2 separate regions of the Gossypium hirsutum genome follow, and region 1 is linked to region 2. The links are chromatin contacts, called in public Hi-C maps. All regions are on one chromosome and are shown on one strand. Each heading gives the region's core, a stretch centred on a gene start, on an enhancer-like site or on the middle of the called end of the contact. The rest is flanking DNA. Distances are from core to core; before and after follow the strand shown. Region 1 holds the start of LOC121210912 (protein LATE ELONGATED HYPOCOTYL). Region 2 has its middle 4.6 kb from the start of LOC121210911.

Evidence for each region. A called contact is a pair of places that touch in the nucleus more often than the background predicts.
Region 1: a contact with region 2 is called in a Hi-C map of leaf, with 2.6 times the contacts expected there. The contact joins the promoter of LOC121210912 here to the enhancer-like site in region 2. A contact is called at or near these places in 8 of 34 Hi-C or Micro-C datasets (anther, callus, leaf and 1 more).

What each region holds. Positions count from the first base shown.
Region 1 is chrA12:83,107,951-83,112,084 of Gossypium_hirsutum_v2.1, forward strand. LOC121210912 (protein LATE ELONGATED HYPOCOTYL) reads right to left here and starts at 1,581. Exons shown (of 11, transcript XM_041082880.1): 1 at 1,086-1,581; 2 at 935-1,007; 3 at 797-822; 4 at 367-529; 5 at 163-274. The coding sequence starts at 405.
Region 2 is chrA12:82,976,347-82,980,817 of Gossypium_hirsutum_v2.1, forward strand. No RefSeq gene overlaps it. Among protein-coding and RNA genes, the nearest start is that of LOC121210911, 4.6 kb to the left of the region's middle. Within about 2 kb of position 2,230, at least 9 of the 9 cell types and tissues checked have an H3K27ac peak or open chromatin away from gene starts, as enhancers often do. A contact at or near this core is called in leaf, where this site is marked.

The DNA.
Region 1 (4,134 bases), core at 331-2,830, 130 kb after region 2:
AAAACAAAATGGAAAGAAAAATACAACAATAAATAACAAAACTATTCAGTTGTTGGTCCTAACAAACATATCCTACGAATCTTAGCCTCAATCCACAAAAACACTAGCTCTAAAATGATAGCAGCAAAATCTAAACTAAGAGGGAAAAGCAAGTGAAAAAACCTTCAATGCGTTGCCAAGCTCGTCCATAGAGCTTCAAGGCCTCTAGAAACCTATTATGCTCTTCCTCGCTCCATCTTTCACGTTGTTTCGTAATAGTATAAGGCTTCCTAGTCTATCATTTAACATACAAAATTCAATGGTCCAAATTATAACAAACACAAACCCCCATTTTTTTACAAAGCTTCATTTAAGAGAAGAGTTTACCTTAATAACTAGTTCTTCACCAGAGGAGTATGTGTCCATTGAAACAGCGTCACCGCTGCTTCAAATCCTCTCTAACAAGCAAAGAGTATATCACAAACCTCCTTTCATTTCTTCCAACATCCAATACGACAAATAGTAATGCCGTTTTTGAGCTCCACAAAACCTGATGAATGCTATTTAATACTGCAAAAAGAAAAAACACAAAAGAACAACAACAACAAATCGATGGAGATCCGTCTCTGTTTGTATTTTTATTCCAATTAAATTAATATTAATTTCTCATCATTTAATAAAAATATTTACTTAATAAAAATTTGGGGTGAATGCTAAATCTCTGGAAAAATTAAAATAAAATAAATAAAAATTAAGTATCCACCGTAACAAAGAGAAGAGACGGCTTCTTCCAAAGAACTTAAAAGAAAATTCTCACCAAAACGAACCCGTAGACGCCAAAACCTTTAATAGAAAATGATACGAAAAAAAAAAGAAACTTTAATTAGTAATCAACAACACACTTCCACTGTTCCACATCCAATCTATCTATTGACAGCCAATAATAATTCTTCACCTTCTGTTTGGTCGCCGAGAAAAAAAACAAAAGGATTCAAATTCAATCACTTTTCTTTCGTTTCTCTACTCAGCTGCATATAAAGAACACAACTTCCAAACTCAGCTTAGCAAAGCCTTTAAGGAAGGCCCTAGAAATGAAGTGTAAATACCTTAAAGAGATAACCATGGAAGATGACAACAATGGAAGCAACGATCACGTATCAAAAATGGGTTCACCGGAAACCAGCCGGAGAGCTCATAGTTTCCGGCAATGACAAGATCGGAATCAACAGAATTGGAAAAATTAAAAGTAGTCTTTTTTGGGAGAAAAGAACTTGAATAAACCCAAAAAAAAGTGAAAGCAAGCTTATTTTCTGGTGATAAACTGAAAAAACACCAGAAACTACAGTATGGGGAAGAAACAAAAGGAGAAATCTCAGCCACTACAATTTCATGAGGATTTATTTTTTGGAAAATTACAAAAATTGGGCAGAAAATTATGTGAGGCTATAAAAGAATGAACGGTAAGATACATTAGATGTTGCCAAGTGGCAATAATTTAGTGGCTGATTCAACTAAAAGCCCACCGTTGCACTTTTTCCCTTATTTTTTTTATCTTTTTTTCTTTTTGCCCTTCTTGTTTCCTACCTTCATCTTCAAATATCAGCCACAAGCTCCCAATGGTCTTGGTGTTAAATTAGTAAAAGCGCCATTTGGTATACCACATGGTTCCTGCCGTCAACGTTTACGCAATTCGTTGGCGTGGGCAACCGGTACGTGTCGGTTACAGGGGTAGCTTTGGTGTTAAAAGCCCCGGATTTGTGACCATTAGCCACCGTATGAGGTGATGAGATTTTAGGGTTGCAACAAATCTAGGGATATGCTATGCTCCCTTCCATAAGTCCTTGTATTTTTTATAGATTTGAAATTTAGTTACTGTACTTTTATTTTTAGGAATTTAGTCATTTTACTTTTCAAATTTTTAAATTCAGGTTTTACTGTTAACATTGTTAAAATAATTTGTTAAATTCAAGTTCATTATAATATTATTTTTTTAGTTAAGTTGCTACCAAGTGAATTTTTTTTTATTTCAATATGTAATATAAGCCAATTTAACGAAAAAAATTATAACAATGTTAACAATTGAACCTAAATTTTGAAATATAGAAAGTAAAGAGACTAAATTTTAAATTTACAAAGAGTACAGGGACATGACATATTTTAACCTTTTTTATTAAACTTGTGAGTTACAACTTAATTCCTAAATTTGAATTTCATTAGAGTATATTAGCGTGTCGCTCTAATATTAGGTCACATTGTCATTTGAAAATTTTAAAAATTTTATATGATATCTAAAGAATGCAAAAGGAAAAATTAAAGAAATTCATGTGGCGATGTGAGATAATCTTATAATGTCACATTATTATACTTTAACAAGATCTAAGATAAGAAACCAAATTGAGAAAAACTATCAAGCTTAAAGACTAATGTGGATAAAAAAAAAAGTTGAAGGATCAAGATGAAAATTTTATCAAATTTAAGATCTAAATGTTGCTTTATGATTATTTTTTTTTTATCTTTTTAAGATAAGAGTAAACTCCATCAATATTCTCTAAACTTCATTTAAAAAAATGATGTATCATGTTTTGCCATTAATAATAATCAGACTAAGCTCATTTTAAAACAACGCCCCTATTTATTGTAATGATATAGCATTATTCTTATTCAAGTGCCTTGATGTCCTCCGCTAATGGTTGGAGCCTCCAATCGATGGACCTTACATCCTGCTCAAAACTCTTGCATAAAGCTTTCATGTTAGGTGCAAAGATACCAATAGTGAATCCAAACCTCTTTGCCTCAATCATTGCTTCTCTTATTACGAATAAAATAGCTTGCTTAGTGGTAACCTCATGTAATGTGCTACAAAAACTTGTAAATTTTATTCATTGAATATTAAAGATTGTTAGAGACACTCCGAGGAAGATAGTCCCTTTCTTCCAAGCTACCAAAGCAATTCCCGATATAGTACCATGAGGAACATTCGATCTAATTGATTTGCTCTGTTGTATTCGAAAATACCTCTCCGTAGCATTCTTCCATTTCTTGTCCTCAAACACCTATATTTCATAGTCCTTGAAGATTTCAAACCCTGTTGATTACACTTAAGGATTAACATCATATCCTTTAAAATAATATTCATTTATATGAATCCATATATTCTATAAGATGCAAATAATCACTTAATGCGTATCATCTATTAATAAAAGAGAAAAATTGATGTTGATTGTAACACCCCTAACCCGTATCCACTGCCAGAACAGGGTTTCAGAGCATTACTACCATTTACAGATCACTAAAAAAATTTAAATACTTACCGATTCAATGCATCATATAAATAAATATATTACCATTCAATCAACAGTTTGACACTTGTATAAGCATCAAACAGCAACATTGTTAGTATACTTGCACATATCTCATATAAATTCAACATTGATATATCTATTTTCTCGACATATCGCACTTGAGTTTAATAATAGTCTCAACTTACATAATTTCCTTGTATCAACATATCAAAGATAATCATATATGTACATGTCATGAAACATATCATGCTCTTACCGTTTCTTCATAAGCATATATCATTCATTTCATTATATCAATATTTCATACTCCATCATTTCCATATATTTTATGTATATTTATTCCGGTAATAGCTTATATCAAACTTAACATAAATTATATTCCATGTACTTATACTTATTTCGTTTATCTATCTTCATAATTATTTCATATAACCATTCGTCATCTGATACATATTACCTGAATATCAATTGTTCAACAGATGTTAGAGCGTCTCCCATCCACGGTCTTATTTATCTTTGACATGATGCCATAGTGTCTTTCAACTATGGTCTTACTCATTTTCTGTCATGTTGCCATGGTATCTTTCAACCATGGTCTTGTTCATTTCATATCACGTTGCCATGGTATCTTTCAACCATGGTCTTACACATTTCATATCAGGTTGCCATGGTATCTTTCAACCATGGCCTTACACATTTCATATCAGGCTGCCATGGTATCTTTCAACCATGGCCTTACACATTTCATATCAGGTTGCCATGGTATCTTTCAACCATGGTCTTACACATTTCATATCAGGCTGCCATGGTATCTTTCAACCATGGTTTTACACATTTCATATCAGAGAGCACA
Region 2 (4,471 bases), core at 980-3,479:
TTCCAACAAGATGTTGACAAGCCATTCTATCGTCAAAGGTTCGAATGAAAAAGAAGCCATGGTGAGCATGGAATCAAACTCAACTGAAATCCCAACAAGAACAATATCTATTTGATCTACAGTGGAAATAGGATGTCCAGAAGCTTCAAGAAGATCACAAGTGCCTTTTATCTTTGCAAAACATTCTTTTACTAAGATAGGCCCTTTCTTTAACGAATGCATATCATGCTTCAATCTAGAAACCTTAACACCGTAGATCACAGCAAAGAGATGACAAGGCTTACTCCAAACTTCACAAGCAGTAAAGGTACATGTAAAACACGATAAAAGATCGGTGCTAATTGTAAACAATAACCAAGAAGTAAGAAGTTTATCTTGCTGATGATACGCAAGAAACTCAGGATTAGAGTCCAACTGTCCTTTTCTATTGGGCACAAATTTGGATGGGATCGGAACAGTACCAAGAATGTAACCGGTAAGATTGTACCCATCAATAACAAGTTTAACCTGACGCTACCATTGAATATACATATCTTCCTTAAGTTTTACAGTGTCATGTTTAGGAAACAAAAGAACTATACGAACGAGTCTAAACAAAAGAACTACACAAACGAGTCTATCACCGTCAAAGGAACAAGGCAAGGAGCTGTGAACCGGAACGAAATCTCTAGGAACTCAGCAGCAGTATGAGAAGCCATTAAGTGGAAAACAGAACCCAGTAACCAATGACTAATACCATGAAAGAATGGTAAACAATATAGAAACTAAACTAATATTGAATAACCTTGTGAATAATTGCTTGAGATTGATGACTACAAGAGTAGCGTATTTATACACATTCAAATAGAGGAAGCTAACAGAATTAGTTAGAACATATTAACTATCTCTAATAGTTTTAGTATTAAACTAGTTTCAATACAATGCCTAGAATTATTCATAGTTCCTCTTCAACCTTTAAATAGGAAGATAATATACTTTAACACACTCGAACCCACGTTCTCCTACATTAGCAATAATGTCTATACCAATCGAAAAGAAATTGTGAATATACGAATGTTTTAAGTGAAATATAGAATTAATTTAAAAATACTTCAGTAAATGAATTATGATGAATTAAACAACTGTGCAACGATATGATCTGTCATCCCATCGAATAGTACAAACAAAGCATTGCAATATGACCGGCAACTTCGACTATAAGCTGATATCTAAATTTAATATTTTAACAATGTTTACATTTATTATGATTAGTAATATGATTCATGGTAATGGTATTTAAAAAATATATCGTTAAAATTGTGATCACGATTGTAGTAGCCCAAATTTGACCGGGCTGTAAACCAAATAAATATTTTAAAAGTCCATTTACATTGGCCCACCAACCAGTAGACCCAAAATCAATTGGCCTAAACCTTATGCCCGGTTACAACTCAGCAGACCCAAACCCGTTACATTACTGGCCCATTTCTAAAATCTTACTCTTAAGGCCCATTACAACAGACCTAAATGGACCCAAGACTAAAGTGGCCCAACTGGCCCAAACCGTTACACCGAGGCATGAAACCCTAGGGTTTCTGCCTCTCTTTCTCCTCGCGCCGCAAGTAGAAGATTCCAGAAGCCATCCCAACAGACGCGTCGTTCCAGCTACTCTCCAGCAAGGCCACAATCCTAAGGCTCTGAGTCACGCCGAGATCACCGCCACCAGTGGACCATCGTCAAGCCTTCGTCACCACCGAAATCTTTGCAAGTCACCTGCAAGAAAAGGAAACACAGCAGATACGAACAAAACAAAAAAAGGAAACTAAAATAAAAGGATTTCAGCAGATCACAATCAAAGATATGGTAGATACAACAGACAAGAAATGGAAAGAAATCTTCGATTTCTTTCCCAGTTTATGTAATAACAGTAGTGGCTATAAAAGTCCGAATTAAAACGGTGTAAGGGGACCCTTCTTTTTTGGGGAAGAAAGAAATATACTCACAGACATTCATTCAAAAAAAAATACCAACAGTCTCTCAAAAGGTGATTTAATCGCATATCTCGTGCTTTATTTTGAACATATATGAATTGTTTTATCATATACAAGTAAGGATCTAAGGGAAAAGAGGTCACCTGTGGAAGGGCAAAGGTTTTTAAGCCTTCAGACCACCGTGTACGATGGCGCGTGAGGCGCGTGTGCAAGCACTGCACCGTGGCCGGAGGCCAGGATTGGGACCTCTCTCCTCCCCTTCTGCAGAGCATTTCAAGATTTTTTTTAGGGCTGGTGTTAAAATGATTTTTTAAGCTGCGAAATTGGATTATATAGCCTCTTTGAAACGACGTCGTTTCTACTTAATTTAATAAGCTCAAAACAGTGTCGTATTAAGCCATAGGATCTGCGCGTTGACCCGATTACCCAGGGAGGATCCGGCTTTTTTTAGAATTGGGTTAATTACCCAATCAGTCCCTCCACCTTTTTTGTGTTTGCGATTAAGTTTTATTTTATTTATGATTTAACCCTAATGTTTTGTCTCAGTTGTGATTTAATCCCTGAAGTAGCTACATTAAGTCTAAGTTTAAAACGCAGTCGTTTTGGGAATAGGGAAATTTTCCCAATGAGTCCCTTTTGTTTTGTGCGTGTTTTAATGAAGGCCCTAATTCAGTTTTATTTCTTTTAAATTCGCCCCATAATTTGCTGAACTTTTAAATTTAGTCCTATATTTATTTTTTATATATATATTTATATATTGTTATTTGTTTTTTTTTACCTTACTTTTACATTATACATTATAATACGATTTTATTATATTATTATTTATTATATATTATTTTTCACAAATTATTATTATTTTACATCATTATTTTTATATTATATATTTATTAATTATTTATATATTTTTCTTACATATATATTTTCGTTATTTTATAGTATATATATTATATTTCTTATTTCCTATATATTCAAATTATATTTCATTATATAACATTTATTGTATTTTTATATTACTTATTTTTTTATGTTATCTATTATATTATTTATATTTATATCATTCATTACATTATTTAAAATTCTGAAATTTGTAAATTAAATTATATTTTTAACTCTTATTAAATTATTAATTATTTATTTATTATGTATTTTTTTAAAATGATATTTTTATATTATGTGTTATTTTATAAATTCTTTTACATACTTATATTTTATATATATTTTTTAAACCCAATATATTTTATATATAATTATTATTCTTTTACTAATATTTTGTTATTATGTTTTATATATTATATAGCAAATATTATTTTAAGATTATTATTAAATATTATGTCTTTATTTGTGTTATATGTATATTTTATTAACAATAACTCATTTCATTTTTTTTATATATGTATTGCATATATCATGTGTTATATGTTATTTTATATTTATTATTTGATATTACATTTCATGAACATGTACATTGATATTGTATTACTCTTTTTTGTATGTCATGCATTATTTAATTATTACTTTGTATGTTTGTACGTTTTGTTTATTCATTCTCAATACATGTTATATATATATATATATATCTTTGTATGTATATTGTTAATATTTGCTATGTATATATATTATTTTTATATGTATGTATCTAATGCACGATTTTTATATTATTGCCATCATTTTGTTTAAATACATGTATTATTTACCTATTACAATAATATGTTATTATGTATGATTTATAACACAATACAATTCCCCACGCATCATTTTAAAAAAAAACAAGGCTCTAAAGTTTTCAAAAAATATAAAGGTAATGCTTAGTGTTTGGAAATTTCGAGAAAGTAGTGCCCTAACTTATTGGGTTGCAACTTTTCTCGTTGAGTTCGAATAATCAAGTACCCTTCTAAGTTTTGACGGTTTTCAAAATGTGAGCAACTGTCTTGGAATTGCAAAGTAATATGTCCTAACTTACTGAATGTAGCGTTTTGTTACTTCGAGATAGGGATTTCCAAAAGCTAACTTAGTGTCAATACTTTGATACGAGTGAACTCCAATTTACAAAAATCAAAATATTTTAAAGAGGATTACATCTTAAAATTTCAAATTTCCGACATTAAAGACACTTGATAATCAATTAGGTACCAATTTTTGGGCGTTACGAGGGTGTTAATCCTTCCTCGTACGTAACCGGCTCCCGAACCCATCTTCTGATTTCGTAGACCAAAACTAACGATTTTAAAACGAAATGTTTTAGAGGTGATCCAATCACATCTAAAAAGATTAGTGGCGACTCTAGTTTTTGTTTTTCTTAAAGTCGATTCTCATTTTCCAAAACTCAATTTAAAAATGGTCTCGACAACGATAATTAGAAAAAAATATATTGGAGAAAATTAAATAATATATATAAACATTACAAAAAATGTGGACAGTTTAATATTTATATGATGTATCATGTACCATTACTGTGGGATAGACAAATTTAGTATCAATCTCAATTATTATAGCGTGAA